Linked DNA regions of Mus musculus: region 2 is linked to region 1. The links are chromatin contacts, called in public promoter capture Hi-C maps. All regions are on one chromosome and are shown on one strand. Each heading gives the region's core, a stretch centred on a gene start, on an enhancer-like site or on the middle of the called end of the contact. The rest is flanking DNA. Distances are from core to core; before and after follow the strand shown. Region 1 holds the start of Ptger4 (prostaglandin E receptor 4 (subtype EP4)). Region 2 holds the start of Gdnf (glial cell line derived neurotrophic factor).

Region 1 (2,700 bases), core at 50-2,549:
TGTGGTTGCTGAGAATTGAACTCAGGACCTCTGGAAGAGCAGTCAGTGCTCTTAACTGCCGAGCCATCTCTCCAGCCCCCATAAATAACAGTAGAGGCATACCTACTTGTTTCACACAAGATTCAAGCCACCTAGTTACCCGGTTAGATGCTAAGCATGGAGTGAGGTTTTTGTAAGAAGTTGAATTGTTCAGAAAACCATACTACAGTCTCATTGTGTAGTTTTTAAAGGATCTGGTGACAGGGTTTTAATTGCCCCCTGGTGTTTTCCGATCTTAAATTCTGTTTTTTAGGAGAATAGTTGATAATTAAGAAATGATTGTTCCTCATCAAAGAAGAAGCCGAACAAACTATAAACCAAAGAATAGGGAAAGGCAAATAGACCTTTTCCGAGTTAACAAAGAGGCAACGCCTGGAAATTCGTTAATTTGCTTGAATTTCAAACCCCTCTCATCCCGCAGGTGAAGATGGCTAGCAGAAACTGAACAGGAAAGCACTTGTTTCAGCCTTCCTGAGGAAGAATGCTCTCTCTCTACAGTTAAACAGTCCCCCTCAACTAAATCTCAGGTGTGCCTGTGGGCCACAGGTCTCCAAAGAAAGCCCTAAACTCTGCCATCTAAGTGAGAAGTTGCAGTTCCGTGTTGCTCGCCTTCCTCCCCGCCTCCGCTTTGGTGCCCTATTGAGCGCAGCTAGGGCACTGCCAAGTAACTCCTTTTATGGTGAGAGGATGGATTCTTAGTCGCCTCCCCGCCCAAGCCTGGTACCTACTCACCGTGCCTCTGCCAAGTCCCACCCGGAGCTCTCGGGCGTACACACCCACGGACAACCACACACCCACTTTTCCTCTCCGCTCTGTGGCTCCCGGGTAGAGCCCTAAAGCAATTGTCCCGACATCTCAAGACCCACATGTTTGATCTGTGGGTGGAAGATGCGAGAATTTAACCACTCTAACCCGCAGAGCAATGTAGACCAGACACAGGTCCCAGCATCATTCCCGCTAAATGCCCAGCTTGGGAGTGGCGAAGCTCGAGCTGGCGTTTCCTGGGGACTCGATCTGGGGGGTTTCGGTACCTTCGAGGGAGGGAAGGCACTGAAGCTGCACCCGCAGCCGGGTGGCACCCCCGCAGGTCCCTCCAGACCTCCGCAGCTCTCCGCCCCGCCCTCCATCACCGGGCTCCTAGGCGGTGCTAGAGGAGGTCTCGCCCCGCCCCCTTTCCAGATCAGCCAATGGAAGCCCGGGCCGCGCTATGACTGTCTCCGCCCCCTCCGGGGAAACTTGCGGGAGGAGAAAAGTTTGTTCAGAGGCTGGAGACGCCGAGAGCGAAGCTCGAAACCCGGCAGCGGGAGAGGAAGATGAACGGCCTCAGGTCAGAGCCCCAGGCCCAGTGGACCCCGTGCCGCCCCCAGAGCCCAAGGAGCGGCCTCAGCGGCAGCCGCCTTCTCCGGTAGCTGTCCGTTCAGCCCGCTGCTGGGGAGGAGGGAGCCCGGACCTACGCTCTGTTCCACCTGCACGCGTGGCGGCGACACACCTGGACGCTGACCTCCCGCACTAGACCTGCGCGGGCCCTGCAAAGCTGAGACTCGCCTTTGAAAGGAGGAGGCGTTAGTAAATCAAACAAGAAACCCCAGACTGGTCTTCACCGACCCATCCCGCTAGCCTCTCTGGCTTTCCAAGCTTTTTTGAAAGCAAGATACTCTGACCTCAGTTCCGGAAAGTTGGCAGCCACCGAGCCCCGGTTCCGAGACAGCAAAAGCTTGACAAGTTCCGCACTGCGTGGGAAGAGACTGATGGCTGAGGTTGGAGGTAGGTCCTGAACATCTGAGGCCTGAGCCTTGGGCACACCGGGCTCCTAACCCCACCCTACAGGTAAGTCGGGATGGAGGTCTTTGCGTGTTCAGGCGCTCTTCCGGGAAACCAAAGAACAGAATGTCCCATAGTGTCCCAAAATGTCCATAACTTCTTTCGATGAGCATTTTATCCATTCTGTGGGGAATATCACTAGGGAGTCACTTTTCCCTTGAGAAGGGTCTTGCTCATCTCGGCGAGGGAATGAGCTGATTATGGAGCGGTGGGGGTGGGGATAGGCGGGAAATAAATATATTAATGTCAGCAGAGCGGTGCTCTTGACAGAACGGATCCAGACCTTGGGAATTTAAGTAGTCACAGTTAATGAGTAGCTACCGATGAGGAAGTTGGATCTGGGTGCTCTCCTTATCTCTGCGACACAGCATTTTGGCCATGGGTCGAACACCTTGCAAGTGGTAAATGGCTCGTTTCTCTTTCTCTCTAGGTACCATTCCTAGATCGAACCGTGAGCTCCAACGCTGTGTGTTACTAACCACCACCATCATGTCCATCCCCGGAGTCAACGCGTCCTTCTCCTCCACTCCGGAGAGGCTGAACAGCCCGGTGACCATTCCCGCAGTGATGTTCATCTTCGGGGTGGTGGGCAACCTGGTGGCCATCGTAGTATTGTGCAAGTCGCGCAAGGAGCAGAAAGAGACGACCTTTTACACTCTAGTATGTGGGCTGGCTGTCACTGACCTTCTGGGCACCTTGTTGGTAAGCCCGGTGACCATCGCCACATACATGAAGGGCCAGTGGCCCGGAGACCAGGCACTGTGTGACTATAGCACCTTCATCCTACTTTTCTTCGGTCTGTCGGGTCTCAGCATCATCTGTGCCATGAGCATCGAGCGC
Region 2 (2,700 bases), core at 122-2,621, 2.6 Mb before region 1:
ATTTGTACGCCCTAAGCTTGGGATTGAAGTGAGGCTCTTTAAAGATGAGTTTAATTGACAGGTCTGGGTCTGAATTTCAAGGGACCAACTACGTTCCTTTTAAACCACAAATCACTCCCAAAATCCTTATAAAATTCTATCCCCCCCGCCCCTTTTTGACCCTTATACAAGAAGCCATTTTTGTTGTTGAAATGAAACACTTGCCACATTCTGCCTGTTTTCTTGTCCAGGGCCAAGGGTTTCTGTACGTCCTGGGCTGACTCAAGCTTTCCCTGGTGGTCATAACCACAGGGCACTTCAAATGCAAACCTTCAAAGCCACTCGTTCTAAGGGGTGAGGTGGGTGGCCGCTGAGTATTTTGAGATTGTATCAACTTTTCTGTTGCCACCTTTTAACCTAGATACTTTCATTTTCTCTGTAACTCCTTTCCTGTCTATCTGACTTTACCCGTATGGACTTCTGAGGACTGGAGGATAGGTTGTAATTGCTCGCTTCTAGAAGGCATTAGCTTTGGAGCAGTAAATCACAGACTTGTTTTAAGAGTACCCTGCGTTTGTTGTGGTTGTTGTTTTTGAGTTAGCACTGTGCATTCTGAACGTTTCTCCCTTTCAGTCCACTTTGCACTAGTCACCCTGGACTCTTCCTATAGCAGAACTCTTCTGAACAGAATTGACACTAGGCAGATGCTAGCTCTGGAAATGGAGGTCCTTCTGTGTTTTCTCTCTGGCTGGCCTTTCTCACAAAACTCCTTGCAAGTGCAGTTCAGGATGAAAATGCAAGAGGGTTTTAGCAAGGCACAGTAAAATAGCCTTAAAAGAAAGATCCTGCTGTGTATTCTTAGAGGGGCAGGGAAGTAAGGGGTTGGGGGCAATGTGTGTGTGCCCTGGTTGTGGTTGTGATGGTGGCGATAGTGGGATATTTGTTGATGAGAATGATAAAGGGACACTATTCCACATCCTCTGTATTTGCAAGGCGCCTGGAAACCCTTGGGCAGCGGCATGCAGCTGAGTACCCTTAAGGGCCTCCCAGCCCTTCCCACTTAGTGGAGAGGCGCACAACCTTCCCGGCTGGCCCGGGTGACTGCGTGCGTGCATGCTGCGGTAGGGTGCCCTGGGGTCCGCCGGATGATGCCCCCGGGGAGGGAACGGTTCTTACAGTCACTGGTCAGCGCGAAGGGCACGCGGCGGTGGCCGAGGGAGTGGTCTTCAGCGGGCGCTTCGAGAAGCCTCTTACCGGCGGGCAGCGGGAAGGCAGACGCGGTGTGGAGCAACACCAGGCAGACAGCCACGACATCCCATAACTTCATCTTAGAGTCCCGTCCGGCGGCGGCACCTGCGCGGGCGGGCAGCGGGGAAGAGAACCGCACCAGGCAAGTTAGGCTCAGACGCCCAGGACCCTGGTGCTGACTGCAGGGCAGCCTCTTCACCACTTCCCTGCCCCCCCCCCCAACCTGCTCCCAACTCACAGCCTCTCCGCCCGCACTGCTTTTGATCGGTGCTTCCCTAAGCACCCCGCCCTTGTTCTGGTTTACTGCCCGCCCATCTTCCTTCATCCCTGGTACACCCCAGGTGCAGCTCGCATTCCCAACGGGTGCACTGCTGACCACTCTTCGGTCCTCCAGCCTCCAACTTCCAGAGGTCAGATTATGGACATAAATTTATACCACAACTCCGGGCCCGTTGCTTCTACTGGCTCGCGCGACATCCCATATTCCCGGGGGGCGGGGGCGCACGGGGTAGCCCCCATCTGGCTACCTTTGCCCGGCCCTCGACAGACAGAGACCACCCTTCCCCTCCCCAGCAACTCCCATATGTGAGCTCTGGAAGCCATCCTTTCGCTGATGCAAACAACAGGCTTTTTACCTCTGGGACTAAAATCAAGCTCACCTATCTGTCCCAGGCTGGACCTTTCTTCTAACTAGGCAGGGTGTAGGCTCAGGCTTGGTGGAAACACTTGCCCTCCCTCTGTCTACCTTTTAAACATCCTGGCTAAGTGAAAGAAAAAAATGTCACCAGAACAAGTTCATGTGACTTTGCAGACTCTGGCCTGCATAAAAGTGCCAAGTTAAGTCACTTAACTTCGGAAGCATCGGTTTGGCTTAAAATACCAGTTCCACTTCTTAGGATCATTAACTCACGAACAAGTCCAGAAAGTGCCCAATAAATGTTTTACCACTGTTAGTAGGCGGCGACTGGATCTATCTTGACATTTAAAGCCCTCCGTGGTATACCCGAACACGCCCTTGATTTTAGTTTTGCAGCTTTGTGAAGTTTTGGTCCTAATTCTGTCCCTCTCAGCAGAGATGCTATCTTTCGGTTCCCCTAGCTACTCCAGGACCCAGGACCGTAGTAAGAGTCCTGAACACCGAGTCCTTTGGACTCTTAAGACCTCACATCTCTAGAAAGGAAGAAGGCCTTGCAGTCTGGGGTGAGCTTGCTAATAAAGAAGGCTATGTTCACTTGGCGAAAAGTCCCATCCAAAGAGACGGGGGAAGAGAGATTGAATCACTTCGGGTATGGTGGTACTCTGTCACTCACAAGTCCCGTTGTTCCAGCATGGGGAATTGGCTGGGGAGCATTCTCAAATCAGGTAAATCATGCATTTTGAGAAAACAGTCTTGACATTTTTAATGGGGGAGGGCAAATCAGTTTTCAGGTACACACACACACACACACACACACACACACACACACACCTCCC

What was found. Promoter capture Hi-C pulls out the DNA fragments that hold promoters and counts their contacts.
Region 2: a promoter capture Hi-C map of embryonic stem cells shows a contact between it and region 1, with 3 times the contacts expected there. The contact joins the promoter of Gdnf here to the promoter of Ptger4 in region 1.

Annotation. Positions count from the first base shown.
Region 1 is chr15:5,242,786-5,245,485 of GRCm38.p6, reverse strand. It overlaps Ptger4 (prostaglandin E receptor 4 (subtype EP4)), which reads left to right and starts at 1,299. Exons shown (of 3, transcript NM_008965.2): 1 at 1,299-1,803; 2 at 2,291-2,700. The coding sequence starts at 1,788.
Region 2 is chr15:7,814,221-7,816,920 of GRCm38.p6, reverse strand. Gdnf (glial cell line derived neurotrophic factor) reads right to left here and starts at 1,371. Exons shown (of 2, transcript NM_001301357.1): 1 at 1,156-1,371. The coding sequence starts at 1,306.